Linked DNA regions of Arachis hypogaea: region 2 is linked to region 1. A link is a contact called in public Hi-C data. All regions are on one chromosome and are shown on one strand. Each heading gives the region's core, a stretch centred on a gene start, on an enhancer-like site or on the middle of the called end of the contact. The rest is flanking DNA. Distances are from core to core; before and after follow the strand shown.

Evidence for each region. Hi-C and Micro-C count contacts between places; a contact is called where the count stands out from the background.
Region 2: a contact with region 1 is called in a Hi-C map of leaf, with 5 times the contacts expected there. The contact joins the promoter of LOC112775801 here to the promoter of LOC112775038 in region 1. A contact is called at or near these places in 2 of 8 Hi-C or Micro-C datasets (leaf and an unstated tissue).

What each region holds. Positions count from the first base shown.
Region 1 is chr19:11,837,640-11,844,858 of arahy.Tifrunner.gnm2.J5K5, forward strand. It overlaps LOC112775038 (FRIGIDA-like protein 3), which reads left to right and starts at 4,568. Exons shown (of 5, transcript XM_025818513.2): 1 at 4,568-4,742; 2 at 5,560-6,617. The coding sequence starts at 5,570. All of the region lies in intron 1 of LOC112779912 (serine carboxypeptidase-like 50), which reads right to left. It overlaps LOC112776297 (FRIGIDA-like protein 3), which reads left to right. Exons shown (of 4, transcript XM_025820396.3): 3 at 264-436; 4 at 1,518-2,195. The coding sequence ends at 1,937.
Region 2 is chr19:11,974,932-11,982,150 of arahy.Tifrunner.gnm2.J5K5, forward strand. LOC112775801 reads right to left here and starts at 4,335. Exons shown (of 9, transcript XM_025819656.3): 1 at 4,107-4,335; 2 at 3,946-4,027; 3 at 3,066-3,145; 4 at 2,494-2,596; 5 at 2,218-2,374; 6 at 1,896-2,024; 7 at 966-1,052. The coding sequence starts at 4,209.

The DNA.
Region 1 (7,219 bases), core at 3,318-5,817:
TGGGATGGTCAAGGAAAGTTGATCAATGACAATATATATTATATAAGTTATATGCTGAGAGAACTAATGGAACTGAGCAGATTATAGTGCTGCAGTGATGGACTTAAATTAGATAACAAAATTGCTAGGAATTGTCCCAAAATTGCTCATGTGAAAGGCATGCATGGATTTACCATTTGTATCAATTAAAGAAGGAAACATTAAATCTCTTCATTTTGATACTTATTTTTATTCTGTTTTATTTATTTATTATTTGTGTGCAGGTGTAATTGAAGTTTTGGCGAATAGTGGGCGACAAATTGATGCAGTTAACCTGGCTTTTGCATTTGATCTTACAGGACAGTTTTTGCCAGTTCCTTTACTGAAATCTTACTTAAAAGATTCCAGAAAAGTTTCTTCACCAGTCAGAAGTGTTAACTCTTCTCCTGCTGCACAGGTGTGTTGTTAAGTCTCAGCTGTATTAAGTTACTATCCCTCTGATGTATTCCTTTAACAATTTGAATTAGTTATCTGAAATATTGTTGAGTACATCCAATTTTATGTCCATCTTTAATGGAGATCCATCATCCATAATAGTTTTGTTGTTCTAATGAAATATTGACTTTATTAGTTGCAGATGTAGAGGAATCATATAAATTGTTTTAGATTATCTTCACAGTATATGTTGAGTCAGTTATTCCTCCACAAACAGCTCTTATTCATATACAAAATAGTGATTAATTCTCTGTATATTCAGTTAATATTGCTGAAGTTTCAGTGGAAAACGAGCATGAGGCTAGTACAGTGTGGAATATAGCAAATAGAAAGTAAAATACCATAGGGCTATTAGAGGTGCCCCTGCTTCCCAAATTTCCAGAAGAGTGTAACTTATTCTTCCCACAATCCCTTGACACAATGATAGCGCATGTTAACAAAGTATAGGTTCAGTGTCCCTTCAGTGGTCTTCTAAGTTCTTCTAGCACTCATTTCAGCCACAACACTTCAAATATCCCATGTTTCACGGCTCTGAATACAGCTTATGCATAATTCTGGCCTTAACATCCCGTTTTTAGATCTTGTAGTCTCAACAGAGACGGTTTTTCCACCATATCGAAACCTCTGATTTGGTTCATTGGTGTTTCAGCAAGCCTATATCCCTGTGTTGAGTGTACCTGCAACTTGCAGAGGTTTCTTGATTTCTTTTATGCCATAGATCTGTGGGAAACCTTGTCACCAAGTGCCCTTTATATCATTCTGGAATTCCACCTTGATTGTGATTGACCTTAAATAGTAAATACCAATTGGCAACCTATAACTGCTTGCTTTCTTGAGTTGCCTAATGGTTGTCCCTGAATGAACAAAAGCACATATATGTTGTTTCTTTTAGATCCTTAAGTTACCCACTTGATGCACAAAAGCATATATATGTTTTTTTTTTAGATCCTTAGGTTACCCACTTGATGCTCGAGTTTTATTTGGTTTGTGGATCTAATTTGTTTTTGTTTTTAAATATTGTTAACAACCTGCTGTTAATTCAGATTGAGGTTAACGAGCGAGAGCTAGTTGCTCTTAAGGCTGTAATCAAGTGCATTGAAGAGCATAAACTTGAAGATCAGTATGCTCTTGACCCTCTCCAAAAACGAGTTCTTCAACTAGAGAGGGCCAAAGCGGACAAGAAGAGGGAAACTGAAGCTACAAAGCCTCAACCTAAGAGACCCCGCGCCAATGGCGTGGGATATGGTCCCCGAGTTACTAACTTCCCTTCTGACAAAACCTCCTATGCTAGAGTTGCTGACAGGTACCCACCACAGTATGTTTATGACCGACCTTACATGTATCCTGCACCAACTGACAATCATTGTCCTCCTCTCTTCGGTTCTGCCACGTATAACATCTCTGCTAGCCATGGAAACTACTTTGGAAATGGGTATCAGTATCAAGCTACATATCTCCACTAAGTTAGCAAGCAGAGATGGTGAATGCATGACTTTGATCCTTCCCTTTAATGTTGTAGCCTTAAGTCTTAACCCTTAAGCAGCTGTTGTATTGTATGTTGTACTTTATCAATGTAATATTTAAGGATCCTGAAAACGAGATAAAATGACATGTTAAAATTTAACTTCGCAGTAGAACATATTCTGAAATCTGATCCTCTAATGTATTATGTATGCACGATCTGTTTAATTTTTGTAAAAGACACCTTGTTGACTTGTAAATCTTTCTGATTTCTTAGTTTGTCGTTTCTAAGAAAGCGTTTCCTTTTTGTTCTTAGACTGAAAAAGATGGAGATATAGTGTGATCGTAAAAGCCTAAAAATGTCTCGCGTGTTAAATTATATTATTATTATTTTGTAGGGTTACTAAAATTGGCTTTAAAGCATTTTTGTCTATCTATATCATGTTTTGTCTTTCCAGTTTAAAGTACAGAAATTATCTTCTTTTTCTATGAAGAACAATTTTGTGATTTTTGTCACTATTGTTGCTTTTTTACAGTTCGAAATTATAGATCAGCCTTAAATACTCTTGAGCCACTACGAGACATATTTTTTATAGGATGTATGTTTAACGGTGTGATATTTACATAAATTGACATTGATATTATTTGAAATTTAATTATATATGTGAAATCAATTTGGGTTCCTGAATAATCAGTTCATTGGTTGCTTAACTAAATATGATTAAGTTACACTAAATTTTTTATTTTGGTTTTTGTTCCGATAGTTATCTGAAACTGGGTTGTTTTAGATTTAAACGTGAGGTCCAGACTTCTTTTGGGCAATGTTCGACGTCTCCTTTTGGACTCTAATGCTTAAGTTAACAAGAGTTTTAGCAAGTTTTTAGTAGATTAAGTTTTGAATATACTTAAAGGCGTCAGTGTATTTATAGTATAATAGATAACAACCTTTTAGAGAAGATCTTCCTTTGAGGGTGGATAACGGAAAGTTTGTGGAAATCTCTCTTTTAGATAAGTGGCAGATATTTTAGAAGTTAGTTATTTATTCAAATAAGTAGAGTTGAACTGCCATCGTAATGCTCGACCTCCGCGACCTCTGCGAGGTCAGATAAGTATAACAGTAGTTGAATCTCTTGAATAGACTTTTATTCATTTGGGTCTAGCTATATTTTTTGAGTCCAAATATATACATTTTTGTATAATATTATGATCGAAATTTACTCACTTAAACAATTGCATATTCTCCCTTTCAATATTAATTATTCATTACTTCACCTCCCTTAATAAAATCTCTAGTTTAAAATCTTTTCTTGTAAAATTATTTTTAATTGATAATTTTAATAGGTAAGATGAACATAAATTGGTATTTTTCTTAATTTGACATAAAAATTGATTCATCTAATAGAAAAGAAATTAATTTAATAATGAGTAAAGTATCGTTTTTGTCTCTAACGTTTGGGGTAAGTCCTAAAGTTGTTCCTAAAGTTTCAATCGTCCTATTTAAGTCCCTAACATTTCAAAACTGACTCAATGTTGTCCTGCCGTTAGGGATCCGTTAACAGAATTGACGGCGGGACAAAATTGAGACGATTTTGAAACTTTAGGAACTTAAATAGGACGAAAACGTTGGGGACAAAAATGATACATAGAAATAAATTTTAATTTTATCCTTCAATAATATCAATTTTTTACTATACATAGTATTCAATTATTTTTTAATCACATATAAGTAAATTACACTTAATCATATTACTTTCATTTTAAATAAATTAATTTTTTTTATAATTTTACTCTTAAAGATTTTTAGTTATCATGAAATATTTGTAGAATGACTAGTATATAAATTTGCAGAAAAGAAAAAAAATAATATATATACAATAAAATGTAAATTATACCTTTTGTCTCTAATGTATCAAAATTTTTTAAAATTATAAAAAAATAAATTTATTTAAAATAAAAGTAATGTGATTAAGTGTAATTTATTTAGATGTAATTAAAAAATAATTGAATACTATGTACAGTAAAAAAATAATATTATTGAAAGATAAAATTAAATTAAAATTTATTCTTATGTATTGTTTTTGTCCCTAACGTTTTTGTCCTATTTAAGTCCCTAACGTTTCAAAATCGTCTCAATTTTATTCAGTCGTCAATTCTGTTAACGAATTCCTAACGGCAAGACAATATTGAGTCAATTTGAAAGGTTAGGGACTTAAATAGGATGATTGAAACGTTAAGGATAATTTTGGGACTTACTCCAAACGTTGGGGACAAAAACGATATTTTACCCTTTAATAATTAAAATTTGTTAAAAATTAATCCTACTAGAATTTATTTAGAAAATAATTTGGAATATTTATTTTTTATAAATTTAATCCATAATAAAAGAAACTTATGATTGGATTAGGTACGTGATGAGAATAATCAGAGGAATGTTTGTCGAAGACGTGCAGCTCAGACAACACTCCGTTGTGACTAGTCAGTCCTCAGTAGTCAGTAGTAACGAGCAGCAGCTAAACGCCAAAACTAAAACGGAACGGAAAACGAAGTAACTCAAAAATGCTTTTGTCATGCACTGCGTAGAAAAAAAAAAAAACAGAAAAGAAAAAAAAAATAAAAAAATAAGACAAAGACCGCACAGTGTGCCACACACAGTGAGAGTGCTGAAAACTCTTTTCATTAAACCACACCACACTACCACCTCTTCCTTCTTCTTCTTCTTCTTCTTCCTCTTCTTTGAAGAGAGAAAGCATGGATAGAGAATTCTCTCACTCACTTTCTTAATTCATCTTCCTTCACAGATCAATCAGGTGAGCTCAATCTTACTTGCTTTTTCTCCTTCTTTTTTATTTTAATTATTATTATTTTATTTAAAAAGTAGCATTTTAATTTATTGATTGATTTTCTTGCTATCAGCTTAGATCGGCTTTCTTTGTTTCTCTGCAACAACAATCTACTCTTCTATTCTATCGTTTTCGTTTTCTGCTAGAGTTATTTCGTCGACATTGCAGTTGGCTTTCTTCTTTTTTTTTTTTTTTGTTATGGTTTTAAAATTCTGAAATTCATACCTTGGTTTTAATTTTATTATTTTTGAAGTATGTTTATTGTTCAAATTTTGGAGTATTGTCCTTTCTTTTTTTGTGTTGTGCTAATTGTTGAACGTAACTGTCTGAGGACGATTTTTCTCCTCTTTCTAAATTTAGGGTTTGCTTCTTTTTGTGACTCATTCGATCCTATACCTCCGATATGTTGTTTGTATGTTCTAGAATCTAGAATAAACCTATTATATGTTTACTCAGTTCTATATAATATGTAATAGAAATTGTTGAAATCTGCTGGGGTTTTTTTATTTAATTTAATTAATTTAATTTTTAATTTCTTGATATCTTGTGTGTGCACTTTGCAATGAAATGATTATGCAGTTTTATATGAACAACTGAATTATGGAGAAGTGCCTTAAGTTCTAGTTCATTGTCTGATTTTCAGCCTTCACTTGGATGTTATTTATAAAATTCAAACTGAAAGCGCTATAATTACACACTTGCTGAGATTGTTTTATGCTTCATTTTAGTGGCTCCCAATTAATCAACTATACGTAGCTTAATTTTGTTTTTGTGCTGCATTCAGCTTCTTTGCCATGGAAGACACGGATTCAGTTGCTACACTGATAGATTCAACAAGTTCTAAGATAAAACAGCTCCAAAAGGCATTTGCTGAACTTGAAAGCTATCGAGCTGTTACACTTAACTTGAAATGGAAAGAGCTTGAGGAACATTTCCATGGACTTGAGAAATCATTGAAGAGACGCTTTCATGAATTGGAGGACCAAGAGAAAGAGTTTGAAAACAAAGTGGTGAAGTCTCGTGAAATATTGGAGAAGCGGGAAGTGGCTGTTTGTGCCAAGGAGCAAGCTTCTTTGCAGAAACTTCAAGATAAAAGAGATGCTGCTGTGTTTGCCATTTTTAATGCCCGAGAAAAGCACAGGAAGGTTTCATCAAAAGATCTGGACATTTTCCCCGGTGGGAGTCAACGGACACCTGGAGTGGTGGAGAAACCAGTGGATTCTGTTTCCACTCCTGCTGAAGGTAACTTGGAAGATGTAAAACTTTCTCCTGAAGGTGGAAATGTGGATCTATTATCTTATCCAGAGTTGGTAAAGCTATGTAAAGAAATGGATGCTAGAGGTCTTCACAAATTCATATCTGATAACCGTAAGAATCTTGCTGCTATAAGGGATGAAATACCACATGCATTAGGATTTGCTCCTAATGCTGCCTGTTTAGTTTTAGATTCTTTGGAAGGATTTTACTGTGCAGAAGCGTCAAATCAGGATGTAAAGAAGGATGCTAACTTATTGGGCCTACGCCGAACCTGTATCATGCTGATGGAATGTTTGTACGTTTTCTTGAACAACTCAGATGGTGTCTCTAATGAACTTTCAGAAGATATCAAGGACAGGGCAAAAGCAGTTGCTGAAGAGTGGAAACCCAGATTGGATGCTCTAGATGTGGATGCTGGCAATGGGAATTCCTTAGAGGCTCATGCATTTTTGCAACTTCTAGCATGTTTTGATATTGCCTCTGATTTTAACGAGGAGGAGTTTTCCAGGTTCATTCCAATGGTTTCTCGGCGTCGCCAAACTGCTGATTTGTGTCGTTGCCTTGGGTTGTCTGAGAAAATGCCTGGTGTGTATTCGTTCATTGATAATGTTCAATATTGTCTAAAATCTTATAAAACCACCTAAGTTTTTGACACTCTGCTAATTCTCATATATGAAGAACGGAACCTCTAAAGATTGTCTTCATATCAGTATTAGATATGTTCCATGAATGATGGAAACTCCTCAAATATTTTTGGTACTAATATGTAGGATTTCTGGCAAAAGGTACTTTTGTGTCCCAAATATATTGGTGAAATCAGTCAGTCTTCTAAAGAAAATTGATAATCAATTTAGTCTCGATCAAAAAATTCTAAAACTAGTTTGGTCCTTTAAGGAGAATGAAGTCAGTATAACCCACAATCACGGTGATAATATGATTTTCTTTCCTAGAACTCTGTATTTAGTAATTTTATGTTTATTTTTTTATTTTATTATTATGACAATCTTGATGGATGTTCCCTTGCTGAATTACTGAAATGAAAATCTAAAGGAAACATGAATTGTGATTAGTTGATGTCTTGATGACTCTTCTGCTTCCCTGAAAAATGACTGAAGTTAATTGAATGGAATATGCTAATATCTTGGATGTTCATTGACAAAATGATGGATGCAAATTCTCAAATTTGA
Region 2 (7,219 bases), core at 3,085-5,584, 140 kb after region 1:
AAAGTAAATGATATTGCAATTTAAAAATAGAAGTATTTGTTTCCACTTTATTCATGAGATTGAGTCAACAATGATAGTTATCTTATTAAAAGCATAACTCGGTTGCTTGCATCTAATTTTCTATATATGAAGAGGATTGGGGGAAGTTGTGTCCAATTTTTTTCCCCCTAAAATATCCCTTCTTTGTATACCCAAGACTTGAACCAACACTATTGGTCAAGAGACCAAAGTACTTACCAAGATCAATCAATATAACATTTGTTTACTATTTTACAGACATTGAAATAAAAAAGGAGGCATTAATTGGCTCAGTAATTGTAATGCTCCATCAATTCTAGATAGGAGATCTGTTGACACCTGTGTACATTTGGCATGTATTTTAATTCCTGTATTCTACATACACTGATACAATGGAGCTAACTCAACATAATACTGGTAACATGTTTTGAAAAGAGTGAAATTTTAATCAATTTCTTTGAAAATATTATTATTGAAGGATCAAATAGACCACGGGCTCCTGCATTTACTCCAAGATGTCTAAAAAGGAAACCTTAACAGAATCCAATTAATCCATATGCTAACTACCAAAGAAATGTCATCATAATAACAAATCTAAGGAAAGATATTCCCTTACAAATTAGAACATTCGACTCAATCTAAAGAGACCATGCAAACCATATCTAAGTAACACTTTACACTCCTTGCTCCTACCAAAATCCCTGAAATTATCTAAATAAACTGTTCCAAACTGTGGGGCATATCTTAATTCACCAAATAGACAACAAGTAACACGACGAGTAGAGATAAAAGGATAAGAGGAAAATGTGGGTGAAGAAAATGCAAAACTGTAGTTACATTTTTGTTCGCTTGCAAGATCCTATTTCGACCCTAACTCCATTTTAGTTTAACCAAGTTGAGAATATTTAGCCATAAAAATTACAGTTGGCAACACAAAAAAAAATCACCTGAGACCTACGAGCTTCAAATTGTGGTTTAACTAAGGTTACTAAGGCTGCATCCTCCTTCATGACATTAACCACAGCAGGCATGACCTATGAAGAGAATAAAAGAATGTTAGTGGGTCAAGAAGGCCAACCATGCAGGTTATTCTCAAAAAGATCAGTAGACGACTAAACATTATCATAGTTGATCCATGCTTCACTTGATTTTCTAGTTAAGAGAGTGAAGTAGTCAGCCACAAAAAAGTCTAGTGGTCCATCAATAAGAAACCAGCCTAATGTCATTCTTGTGCAAATACACATATACTCAAACTATTCATAGGATTTACATAACAAGAGTTAACATCGAGTCATTAGTGATGCAAAAATCTAAGAAGCCAAATACAAATCAACAAGGCAATTTCAAATTCTGGAAATTTAGGAGCGGAGAACAGCTTTGATTACCAATGTGATAATTGAACTGGAAGAGTTATAATAATTAACAATTGGTGCATCAACCACAGCAAAATTTGGAATCTCCATTTTTCTAAAGTAGTTTTAAACAACATATGTAAATGTACAAGTTCCTGCTTTAAAAACAAGCAATTTTGACTTGATGGCTGATGGCTTATCTACTTTCAAAGTGTGTGCAAGATTTAGCTTACATACCATTTTCAACTTTATAACATAGCATCATAACATGTCTGACCAGTTTACTGTCCAACAACAAAATCAGAATGACATGAAGCAGTCACCAGTCTACCAAAAACCATACGTCTGAGACAAATATTTAACAGTTTTGGTTATATCCAAAACTCAGAAGAAGGGATGAAACAGACCAGTAAACTGGCTACTTCCTGTTTCAACTGGCTGGACCAATCCAATTTCCCGAAACAGAAATGCTATACCCCGTAATAGGAGAAATTGAGTTACGTTTGATCTGTTTTCAGAGCTTACCAAGAGAATAGAGATGAATGAAAGGTCTAAAGTCACCAAATCAACATTTTGGGGGAGTTCTGTAAGATATCTTAAATTTGTCCGCTCTATAATAGATACTCGATCATCTCTACGAATTTTCTCAGCCACCTAAATAAGTTAACAATCATGAACAGTAGAAAATCACCAAGCAGATTGATATGCAATAGCTGTAGGTCATATGAAAAATAAGAAGAGTGCATAGAACTTCTAAAGGGAAAATGAAACAGCATACTCCAGTAATAATGTAGACTCCAATAACCAGTTTCCACATTCACAGAACTTATAAAATAGGATGAGTTACCTGTCCATAGCCTACATCAACTCCATAAACATGTGATGCGCCATACTGAAGTAAGCAGTCAGTAAATCCTCCAGTTGACAGCCCAGAATCAAGAGCAACTTTACCAGCAACATTGACACCAAGTTGTTCAATGGCAGCTTCCAACTTATGTCCCGCCCTGTGTTGTTAAAGCCAAAAATAAAAAGGAAATAAAAAAGAAAGAAAGAATGAAACTACAGTTTCACCAAAGTTACTGTAAAGATATTTTTACAAGTAAGCAGAGCATGATGGCTTCACCTACATACATATTTCGGAACTTCGGCAATTATCTCAACAACAGCTTTTTCAGACACAGGAGTACCAGCTTTATTTACCACCTTCCCATTGACATGTACTTTGCCTACATAACATATGATTTAGTTTTTATTTAGTAGTATATTGTATAGTTTCATTTTCACTATGACAATGTTATTCATATAGATGTTTGAGTATATGAAGTCAAGGATAACACAAAATAAGAACACAGAAAGACCAAAAAAAGAAAAAAGAAAAAGAAGGATTTTGAAGATATGCAACACACCAAAAGACGGAGTGAAGGTATCATCTGAAACTTGATATCTTTGCAATCATAAGGTTACTTGATCACTTAGTTTAGAACAAATGTTTACAAAATAGAAGACTCCAATTCATCCACCAAGAAAATCTTCCATCACTAGTGAACTTTGAAATCACAAAAGACTTAGGAATTGAAGAAGTGTAACATATCTAGGTGTCACATTATTTAAATTCAACCAATTAGTACAGCTCTATTAAGCTTCCTAACAGAGCATCTATATATTGTACAGGAACTAAAAATTGAAACTAGTTACCTTGCAAAATCCATGACTGGATGATAGATCTGCTATATTGCTGATATTTTTCAAGACATATTTCATCAAGCCTCTTTTTCCTACAAAACAAAAGGAAACAGAACATTTCATCAGCACTTTATTTTATTATATTATTTTTCCTATTCCTTTCAGCAGGGATGTGGGGAGGGGGGAAGTTGATTAGTAACTAATATATGGTTAAAGCAATCCCAAGATATCCCATTACATTAAAGAAAAAGAAACTAGTGTTTAGTGATATGATATGATTCCACTGAATACCAAGGCTTTCCCTTTTCTTTTACATACAATGTTCTCTTCGTTTTTACTTAATGTTGATGCACATGATCTACAATCCTAACTATTAATTCAATCTTAAGATTTAAAAAACAAAAAGAAAAATAATGGTTCACAGCGTAGGAAAACAGAGATACTGCCAAATAGATGAAGGATGAATCACAATAAATTGCTTTCAACCTACAACTCAATTCACAAAGCACAATTACCTTAGCCAGGGACCACATAACTAATTTTTCCGACCTTTATTTTATTTTATTATTAAAAAAAGGAGAAATTCAAAATTCAGCCAATAATCATTTCTCAAACCCCTGAGAAAAGAAAGGAAAATTCAAATGTATATGCCTTATAATAAGCATAGTGCTGTACAAATATAATAAATTCAAATTTATTTGCTCTACAAAGTTGGTCAAAAATGAAAAACACCATAACACTATTACATACAACATCCACTACCACTGTTGTAGTTGCCAATATTTCAACATCATCACACACAAATGAACAAATCACATAAAGAAGAATAGCTATTAAGCCGTGAAATTTGAAAATTTAACACAAGGGTTTAAAGCAAAGAAAGCTTACTTACTTCTTCACAGGTAAAACCTTTTCTGAATTCGCAGTAGCATATCCCTTAAATGGAGTTGGAATTTGAGCGCTGACACATCTAACTGAAAAGAAAAAGAAAAAAGAAAAAAAAATGAAAAAAAAAATGTGTAAGTTGCATATATGGCTTATGCGTGGGTGTACCTGGAGAATTGAAAGTTGGGAAACGCGAAAGGATAGTTAAGGTTGTGTCACTGTGGAAACCTCGAGAGATGGTGAAAGGATGCTTCAGAAACTGTAACACCATTTCTGTTTATCGCGTTATTCTTCTATTCTCTCTCTTTCTTTCTCATTCTTCTTGCTTTTCAGAGTGAGGATTGGAACCCTGCTGCAAGACCAAAAAATAATCACTAATAAATTCACATTAAACTCCTTTTTCACAAAATAGCTTAAATAATAAATAATTATATTAAAAAAAAAATTTTATATTTAAATTTTTAATTTTAAAAATATTTATTTTATAAAAATATAATAAAAAATAATAATATTATAAAAAAAATTATTTTTTTAATTTTTTTATAAGTTTTTAAATAATTTTTTAAAAAATTATAATTTAATTTTAAAAATTACATTAAATATTAATACTACTATTTTTATAAGTAAAAAATTTACAAAAATTACTTTTAAAACTTCTTAAACGAATTTTAAATTATTTAAAAAATAAGTATTATTCTTCTTCTTATAATAATGTATTTTTTTTACCAACTTATATAAATATACAGTAAAATATATATGAAATAATATTATTAAAAATAAAAATAACATTATTTATTTTTTTAAATTTATATTTTTATCAATTGCGGACTAAAATATTATCTCAGTAAAATGAGTATGAAACTCGAGAAATTCAAGGAGGAAGAGTAAAGTAAATATGACCGCCATAATTAATTAAATTATGTTTAGAAGAGACAAATCTGATAGAACAAATATTTGCTTTTCTGAACTCTTGCTGAAGATTAACTTCAATTTCGACATTTGTAAATTCTAAATTTAATATTAAATCCAATACTAAAAAAATATTCAAAATTCTGACAAATTGCATAGCACACCCAAAATTAACAGGAAAATAAACCATAAATTTACCTTCCTAATCTCTCCAAATATGGTCACATTGTTCCATCCTTGACTTAACCAAGTTGAGTTTCACGAAATTTAATAATTTATATTTATACTATTGCTTTCACATAACTCATACATTATAAAACGATCTCAAATTATTTTTAAATATCCGAGAGTTCCAAACTATATAAAATTAAAAAATAGCCACAAACATACCATAGGACCAAACTCACTTAAAGGATTTTTTGCTTTTTATGTTCCACTAGATCACAATCACACAAATAATAATAAGTGGATATTCCTATAATCACATCTTCACATGAAAATAATATTATAAATTATTAAATAAGTTAATATATTTAACTAAATATGTTTGATTAATCATCTAAGAATTTAGAGTACCATCTTCATATATAAAGATGTTATCATATAAATATTCTCCATAATAATATATTACTCCTTAATTTTACTCTTTCATCTTAAGCTTACTATAATAATAGTTAAAAGAACAACCTCTTTTATATAATATTAGTAGTACAACAACAATCATTAATTCAAATGACAGTTGCATAAAAAATTTACAAAAAAATTTCACAAGAGCATGCATTATTCCTGGAGACAATAGAGAAATGTTTCATGGAAGTATTGTAATAAAGAGAGAGCTATCAGAATTTTTTTTATTAATTAGTTATTAATGTTTAAAAGTATGAGATAAAATATGTTGTTAGATTATTAATCTAAAAAAATAAATTAAAAACTTATTTAAAAAGCTAACAATTAGAATTCATTCAAGAATTAAATTTTTTTATATGTTTTGAAACGAATAAAAGTTAATAATTTTAATTCTAATGAGAATTCGAAATTTCACATTTACTCTATTTATAAATTAGATTATTTTTAGTTTGATTTTTAATTCCATTCTTATGATTATAGTTTTAAAAATTGAAAAACCTAAAATATCTTTACAGAAGTATTCAATTTTTTTAGTTAAGGATAAATTAGTAAAAATCAAAATCAATAATAATTCAATTATATTAAAGTTATGTATCATTTTAAATTATGGATTTAAATTAAAAATAGAATTGAATTATCTTTTTAACAGAATTATAATTTTTTTTCTTAAAAAAACTTTCTAAACACACTCTAAAAAAATTGAGTTAATGATTAAATGACAGTCAAAAAAAATAAATTTTAATGATATTTTAATTGTAATATTGTAATGTTGGCTTAAAAAAAAAAGAAGAAAGAAAAAAAAACTATATAATTAAGGCCATAATAAGTGTAGAGTAGTGAGAACTCAGAATAACAACCAGAGAATCCCTATCCCCTTATGAAGTGAACTCAAAAACTCATTTCTAGACAAAAATGACAACTGAGAGTTCTGCTAGGTTTTCAAAAGAGGAGGTGGATCTGGTGCAACGTAGTACGAAGAAGGTCAAATCTCGTGAAGAACTAGACCTAAACCGACAAGGAGACAGGGTGGATCCTGATCAAGACAACCCTCATAAAATAGATGGCAAGACAAAAAGTTCGTATAAGGAGAGCCTGCTCTCATCTCCAGGTGGCTTGTTGGACAATATGTATAATCTCAATGATGACATGAGCGAGGATCAGCCCAACCCGGAAGATCAATGGTATAGGGAGGAGGAGGACCTGAGTGACAAACCTTTCGACCCATGCCCTATTATCCCAGTGTCGAAGGACGAGTTTGAAGACTGGTGCAAGCCTTGGAAGAAGGCGCTGATCGTTAAAGTTCTAGGCAAGAGAGTAGGCCTGGGCTTCATTGAGCAGCGGCTGCAGCGCGACTGGGCACAAAAAGGGAAGATCAGCGTGATCGACATGGACCGAGACTACTATCTGGTACATTTTGTTGAAGAAGAGGACTACTCCCATGCTCTCATGGGAGGACCATGGATGATCGCAGGACACTACCTTATTGTTCAGAGATGGAAACCTTTCTTCCTAGCGACGGAGAACCATGTGAGAAAGATTGCGGCCTGGATTCGCATCCCAACATTCCTATTGAATTATATAACCACCGTTTCTTATGGAGGGTGGGTTCTACTATCGGGCATATGTTGAAAATTGATCGCGCTACCTCAATACATTCAAGAGGAAAATTCGTGAGGATCTGCGTCGAGATTGACTTGTCAAAAACATTAGTGCCTAGAATTTCTGTTCTTGGAAGCACGCTTAAT